Linked DNA regions of Hordeum vulgare: region 2 is linked to region 1. The links are chromatin contacts, called in public Hi-C maps. All regions are on one chromosome and are shown on one strand. Each heading gives the region's core, a stretch centred on a gene start, on an enhancer-like site or on the middle of the called end of the contact. The rest is flanking DNA. Distances are from core to core; before and after follow the strand shown.

Region 1 (3,921 bases), core at 912-3,411:
ACTAATGACAAACTAACGTGATACATGTTAACACATAACCAAAAAAAACATTTTTAAAAGTTTTCTAGGAAAGTATGCATTAGTGACATTGGTATTACCCTTTAAGAAGAATGAAAAAGGAAAAGAAAACATAATGAACTTCTTTACACATAAGTTTCTTTTATACAGTACGTAAGAATAAGCTTATAAGGGTGGAACTTTTGCAAATGATTGAACTAGTGCCATTGATAATACCCTTAAAGAAGAAAGATAATGAAATAAAAACAAAAATAAAAATAAAAATGTTTTGCAAGGAATAATGAACTAGTGACATTGTATTACTCTTTAATTAAGGAAAAAATAACTTCCATACAACTTTGCATGAAGTTACACTTTTTGCAATATGCAAAGAGCACTAATATCATAATTTTCACACCCTAGTATAATTTACATACACATTCCATAGTACTCCCTCTGTCCCAGAATAACTGTCTCAACTTTGTACTAATCTAGTACAAAATTGTACTAAGCTTAAGACACTTATTTTAGGACGGAGGGAGTATTGCATGTATACTTGCACACACAAAAAATGATGTTTTTTGAGGAAATGATGAGTTAGTGGCATTGGTATTACCCTTGAAGAAGAAGAAAAGAAATAACGATAAAATTTATGGATACATTTTGTTTCTTTATAATATGCAAAATAATAATATAATAGTTAATTTTTAAATAAATAGTTTTCTAAGAAGAAATGAATTAGTGACATCGAAATTAAGAAAGAAAGTAAAAAAACTAAAAGAAAAATCCATTTTTAGAAAAAATAAATAATGTATTAATGGCGTTGATATTACCATTTAGAAGTAAGAAAATAAAATTAAACTTAGAAAGGTTGCACACAACTTTTACATTGAAGTTGCAATGTTTATAATACACAAAGAACAAGTATGTAATAGTGCAATTTCCGCACACTAATATAATTTACACAATTATTCCATAATACTCGTATGTGTGCATTTGCACTCATCCAACGGCTCAAAAATACCCATAGAGGAAAAAGGAAAACATGTTGAAAATAAAAAATAACAAAAGAAACACATAGAATTTAAACAATTGGATAATGATCTTCGAGCCTATAAGAAAATCGACTGATTCCAAACACTGGCAAGTCAAAGTTTCAGCATAAAAAGACATGCAACAACACCGGATGAAGAAAAAACAGCACAAATCTTATCAAAAGACTCAACAATTGGGAAAATGATTTACCAAAATTTTGAAAGTAGACAATACTATAGCTAGAGTGAAAAGGATGTTATGTTCTTCGATCTTCTTGTTGTTGGATAAAAGAGCAGCTAAATGGTTCCCAAGCACATCTGCTCCTGTCCATAAACAGTAAAATCAAAATTTCAATTCATTTGAACATCCAAGCAGCTCTCAGCAAACAACAAAATTAGGGTTTGTGAAAAAGTTTATTGTTTGTGCACCCTGGTAAGTGCCACACGTAGCATGAACACATGGCAAATTCAAAGCGGTTTTATGGAAAGTTTAGTGGCCCTAGGATGCCAACTTTAGTTGTTAAGCATGAAAACTTTCTTTTCAGATGAAGAGTTTCAGTTTTTTTAGATTTTTTTTTGGATGGCAACTTTAATTTTAAATAACGACATGGCCGGTGTGCTCCGTGTCACACTGCATGACACTTATTATTTGGTTTTTTCTTTGTTGAAAGCTGTTTAGATGTCTAAATGCGTTGAAATTTGACGCGGATCTCATGCACTATTTTTTTCCCATGCAAAATAACTACTCCCTCTGTTTCTAAATATTTTTATTTTAAATATTTCACTAGAAGAATACATACGAAACAAAATGAATGAATCTACACTTTAAAATATATCCATATACATTCGTATGTAGTATCCTACTGAAACCTCTAAAAATACTTATATTTAAAAATGAAGGGAGCAGGAATTTTTCGAATTGTGTTAGTATTTTTTTTGAAGTATTTTTATTTTATTTTAGTGTTCGTCGGATTTTTTTTTAAACTCGGTGTTCATCAGATGAGCTCGGGAGCCGAAACAGATATTCGTTTGGAGAACCGCATTGTCCGCAATTGCTCTGTTACTGGACTTATTGGGCCGTACTTATCAAAGAGGCAGTTTTATCAAAGAGGTCTTACGTTTCGGGCCGACGAACAAAGTATTTGTGGGCTCAGGCCTGCGAACCACCAAGACTGGAAGTCCATGGCGGCGGAGGAAGCGGAGCTTGGTTCCCCGGCGTCGGCGCAGCCGCCGGCACCGAAGCGGCGGAAGATCGAACCGTCTCGGAGGTACCCTCCGCGCATTTCCGCGCTACCCTTTCAATTATCCTCAGCGTGACTGCCGCGTGCTTCCAACTCCCCAATCTGATGGATGATTTGCCTAATCTCTCACGATCCCGCTGCGCCGTCCTTTAGTTTTGGGAAGAAATCGCAAAGGTTCCGACCTTGGTTGTGGGGCGTGCCAGTGGTGTGGGGTGGCTACAGGTGTAGTGTTCTTTTAGGTAAAGATTCCGGACTAGCCTGCCGACTAGCTGATCCTGTCACCGAGCACCGCTGTACGTTAGGTTTTGGTGTTCTTTGAAAGGGGCTTTGGAATGTGGCAATGTGCTTGTTTATCTATTTTTGGGCAAAAGTCTCGATATTCCCAGAGGGACCTTGTTGATTGAGGCGAATATCGGTCGCTTTTGCATTTCTGTCCCGGACATATAATTTTTCAGGCAATATGCTGGGTTGGGGTATCAACCACAATTGAGTGGAGGAGTGGGTAATTTGATGACAGAACGAGCAACTCTCGCGTACCCAGTGGTGAATTCTTTCTGACGCTTGAAAATCAACTGCCCCTATTGCAATCACTATTTTGCTCAGGGTTCTGTTCGTCCAACTCCTCTGACCGTGCATTGTAATTGAAAACTTGGGTTGGGTGCAGTCAATCTCACGTTCTGTAGATCCTTTGTGGATAGCTATGACAAATCAATACCACCATTAACTCATCGAACCAAACTAGCTATTCAGTTAGTTAACTTTACATTGTGTGTCTGTATGTGATTGTAAGCGTTGGGTTCAATGACATTATCAACCTGAACGCACTAGAGGGTACCTTGCCTGAATTGAGAATAGCACCAACCGTATGCTAATTGATGACTTGATGCACTGACAGTCAGCATGAAAATATTTTATACCATACAGAAAATTGTGCATTTAACCTTTTATTCCTTACTCATTCTTTTTTGCAATTCATTTTTGCTTTGCACGCACTGGTTACTAAGAGCAGCGATTTTGTTCTGTTGACTGCAGCAGCCATGCCTTTCTGCTGACTGTAATTTCTCATCAGTTTACTTTCTTGTCTAGTATGGTAAATATGTTGTTGTTGTGCTTTGGAACACAGGAGTAGACCTCCTTCTCAAACTGCTGTTGATAAGGACAAAGTGGCGGCATCATCCAATACATCGGTATGCTCAAATTCCTGACACGTTGATTGGCAATTTATACTTCTCTCATCTTTCTTGATTTCTCCTAACATCCTTTCTTGATGTTAACATCACCTTTCCAGGTTTCAGGCACACCGCTAGCGAGAGTGGATCTCAACAAAATTAGAGAGGCAAAGCAATTTGCTGTCCTTCAAGCACAGCACGAGGGATGCCTTGGAAGCTTCAAAAGCTTTGATTCTCTGTTTGGAAATTATCTCGTTCCTGTTACTCCAAGCGATGACTTCTTCGAGCAAATTTCAAAGAAGTGATCCAACAAATTTGACAGACGTGAAGAGGTAGGACGATGATCATGCTAGATTTACTAACAGAGTAATAGTTATGACTTCAAAACAAACTGTATTTTATTTTGAAATTGAGGTTCTGTTCTTCAAATGAGAAACCGATTTTCATGCACGGCTGTAGATACCCCTGCAAGATCCCCAC
Region 2 (3,921 bases), core at 751-3,250, 570 kb before region 1:
TGGATCCTATCTGCAATTTTGTAAAGAAGTTAGTATGAAAAGGACAGGTGACCTGCTTGATAATAGTCCAAGGAAGAGGGAGGGAGAGAGAGAGAGAGACAGACCAATCCGTACTCTTCGGCATCCCAATTACACAAAATGATGGTTCGACGAGGTCTCCAACCCTTGTTTTGTAGCTTAGACAGCCTTTGAGCTAGCTACATTCAGTGGTAATTAAGAAGTCAATGTGTTCCTCCAGATCATTAGTAGACTAAAACAAAGGGGTGGCATAGAGCAACTGAATTTGCCATACCTCAAGCAAGGCTGCCGTTCCGCTGTTTGGGTCAGCTGCCCCAAATGTCCACGCATCGCGATGGTTGCCAAGAATAACATACCTGTATGTGGTGATGATTATTACCGGATATGTAGTTATCTACTCCCTTTGTTTCTAAATACAAGTCAGATTTTAATATAGGACTACATACAGAGTAAAATGAATAAATTTATACTCTAAAGTATGTCTACATACATCTGTATTTAGTCTTTTAATGGAACCTCTAAAAAAATATATATTATACTGAATTTCTTGCTGAGAGTAGGGGCCGGGGTTTGTTGGGCACTGAAGTGGAATCCCCATTGAAGTGAAGCGTATGGCAAACGGTGAGCGGTTTGTCCAGAAAAGGGAGAAACGTGGCGAGCTTTACTTACCTGTCTGGTTCTTCTTTCCCTTCAATCACTGAAATGACATTCTGAATAGTAGCTATCGTCTCATTCCCCTGGAAAGAAACACACAAGCATCACTCAAGTCAGTCAGGAAGTGGAACCCAAAAGAGCATAGGCAGACACTATCTCATCTCCTTGACAGCAACTTTACTTACTGTATAGGTCAGATTGAGCACCGCCGGCCCGGGCCCGAGGCGGTAAACCGGCACGCCGTCGCCGTCGCCGCCTTGCCAATCCTTTGGCGCGACATCCCCGCCGGTGAGCCGGAGTATCGCCTCCCCGTCCCTCCCCGACACCGGCAGCGCCGGTACCCCCGGCATGTCGTCCGTGGCCATCGCCTCCGCGACGCTCACGCGCTCGCACCCCTCCGACGACGCCCACATCGGCGTCGTGGGGTCCCCCACCCCCTTGAACGTGCTCCCCACCTGCACGCCCGTCGCCGGCATCCACGGCCCGTCCGGAAAGGCCTTCCCCGGCGTGTAGTCCTTGGCGTCGGTGAATATCACCGCCGCCGCCGCGCCAGCGTCGCGGGCGTTCTTCACGATGTCGCCACGGTACACCTTGCCGTAGCGCGCGAGGGCGACCTTCCCGGTGACGTTTACGCCGCGGGAGGCGAGGTAGGCGTAGTCCTCCGTGCGGCCGTAGTTGGCGTAGACCACCTCGGCGGCGGCCGAGCCGGACGCCGCGTAGGCGAGGAAGGTGGGGACGACCTCCGCCGAGGCCGCGGCGTAGGGGTCGCCGGGGTAGGTGTCCTGGACCAACGCGAAGGCGGTGGCGTTGCGGCCTGGCGCGGAGAGGGAGAGGGAGCGGCTGACGGGGTAAGAGAGGAGGACGTCGTAGGGCGTGACGCGGGTGGGGAAGGAGAGGGAGGAGAGCGTGGAGGCGACGTGGTCGGCGGCGAGCGCGTTGGCCTCGGTGCCCGCGAGGTGGGGCCGGACGGTGAGCGCGCGCAGGTGCGCGGCGGCGGTGTCGTTGGAGCCCAGCGAGAGGAAGAGGGACTGGTAGTACGACGCGGCGGGCGCGACGAGGAGGTGGTAGTAGGTGGCGAACAACACGCCGACGAGGAGAGGGAGCAGGTGGAGCCTCGCGGTCGCCCGGCGGGGAGGAGGAGGGGTGGGGTCCATGGGGATGAGCGGTTTAAGCGCGGAGGAGTCGTCTTCGCCGTGCGGAGGCGGCATGGCGGCGGCGTCCGGCAGTGGCAAGGCGGGGTAATCCGGTAGTGCCTGGCGGCTGGCGTGGTGCGGCATGGCCGGAGTGGAGTGGAGTGGCGTTTTCCTATCTTCCGCTGATACGTTTTAGTATATACGTACGTTATATAGGAGTATATCTTTGGCTGCCTTTTTCTTTTACTATATTTCGCTGTCGGTACAGCGTGACGTGTGGTTCGTCGAATGATATTTTTTTATTGGGTCTATTTCTATATATAAAATGCGTTCGAATAATCGTGGATTGATTCGGATTGGACCTGTGTTTATGGCTACAATTATTTGAGGCTCTATTGCGCTCCAAGGATTTTAAATTCGTTAGTAGTATTAACGTAAAAACTTTTTTTTAGAACAACGTAAAAACAATTGGAAACTTATGAACATACTCATCTATCCTACTCCCTCCGTCCCATAATATAAGGGCATCGGCAACTCATAAATTCATTTCCGCATCCGTTCATGCACAAGGGATCAGTCCGCGGACACGAATGCGAAAAAACGATATTCAACTGTAGCCATATACATTTTGATAACAACTCAAACGAGCCGAATTTCATGCAAACACGATGTATTTCATTACATGTACATCCTAATCTGACTCTAAAGGTATAATTAATACCTAATTTAAATTATTGCCGACGCCCGTTCTCCATGTCCAGCCATGAAACCCAAGAATTGAAGCTTTGCCTTGTGCAGCTCCGCCTCCGTAATCTCCTCCTCTGGAGACCCGTCAAGCACAGATGCCCACCTCCACGTCGCCGCCAAGCGATTAATCAACCGACGTTGTTCAACCCACCAAGCTTGGCATCAACGGGAAGGAAGGAGCGATGGCCTTACAGAGCAGATGCGACCTCCTGTGCACTACTCCTCGTTGGTGCGGCAGCGTGTGTGGACGTGTCGGCTCCGTTGGGGGGGGGGGGCTCGGTGTTGTCCTCCTCATCGTCGCTGGTCTAGCCGAACGACGACACACCCTCCTCCTCGTTGCCGTCCTTGGCCGCGGACACCACCTCCGCCAACGTTGCCGGTACCGCCAATGGTCGAGGCGAATCTAGCAGATGGAGTGGTAGGACTCCAGCAGCGCCTCCTGCTCTGCCAGGTCCGTGAAGGGTGCGACCGCCCTGCCAACACCGAGCCGCTCCTCCGTCTGCAGGTGCTCCTCGAGGAGGAGGTGTTTGTAGGCAGCGTCATCTCGCGCCTCCCAGAGCGGCTCCTCCCACACCATGTCCATGTAATGGGCACGTGCCTCGTAGATGGTCATGGTGCAATGCACCAACGAGGAAGGCATGATGGAGGAAAAGGGTGGCGAGGCGGAGGAGGAAGATGAGGGCAGCATTGGGTCATTGTTAGTCGTGTCCTTCATTGAGGCGTCGACGTCCTCCGTCTGCTTGTCGGCCTGCTAGTGGGCAGCAATGCCGGCCATCTCCTTCTTCCGCTCGAGTGTCAGCTAACAACCCACAAGTGTAAGGGATCGCTTGTAGCATTTTTTGATAAGTAAGAGTGTCGAACCCAACGAGGAGTTAAATGCAAGGGCGAATTTACCATGTGGGCACCCTGGGGCACGTGCTCGGGCTCGGCGGCAATTTTCTAAAGCTTTTGGAGGTATTGTGTAATGCCCCAAGTGTAACTTGCCATATTTGGAACCTTGCCATGTGTGGGTCCATGATGTCATTGCTATGAGAGCTATATTCCATGTGTTATTTCATGTGCTCATGTCTTGTTTTTCCTTTGCATTCATGCATCCATATCATTCATGCCATCATGTGTGTTGTTGTGTTGATCCTTTTGTATGTGATGTGGTGAGTGCAAGTGGTGTGAAGTGATGTGCAAAGAGTGCCTATCTTTCAAAAGCTAGGTTTCTACTAAACCTCTCCCTCTTTATTTTTCTAAGTTCAAGTTTTACTTGTTCAACCCCTGTTTGAAAAATGTTTATCATTTAGAGTATTTTCTGGTGCATGTGGTGCTATGTGTAGGGATTTTAAAAACTATGTTTAAGAGGGGTATTTATTCACAAAAC

The links. A called contact is a pair of places that touch in the nucleus more often than the background predicts.
Region 2: a contact with region 1 is called in a Hi-C map of seedling, with 3 times the contacts expected there. The contact joins the promoter of LOC123444380 here to the promoter of LOC123444379 in region 1. A contact is called at or near these places in 2 of 6 Hi-C or Micro-C datasets (leaf and seedling).

What each region holds. Positions count from the first base shown.
Region 1 is chr3H:479,917,529-479,921,449 of MorexV3_pseudomolecules_assembly, reverse strand. It overlaps LOC123444379, which reads left to right and starts at 2,161. Exons shown (of 3, transcript XM_045121072.1): 1 at 2,161-2,299; 2 at 3,396-3,459; 3 at 3,561-3,870. The coding sequence starts at 2,214. The coding sequence ends at 3,746.
Region 2 is chr3H:480,489,283-480,493,203 of MorexV3_pseudomolecules_assembly, reverse strand. It overlaps LOC123444380 (probable glutamate carboxypeptidase LAMP1), which reads right to left and starts at 2,000. Exons shown (of 12, transcript XM_045121073.1): 1 at 858-2,000; 2 at 688-755; 3 at 293-374; 4 at 105-197; 5 at 1-10. The coding sequence starts at 1,949.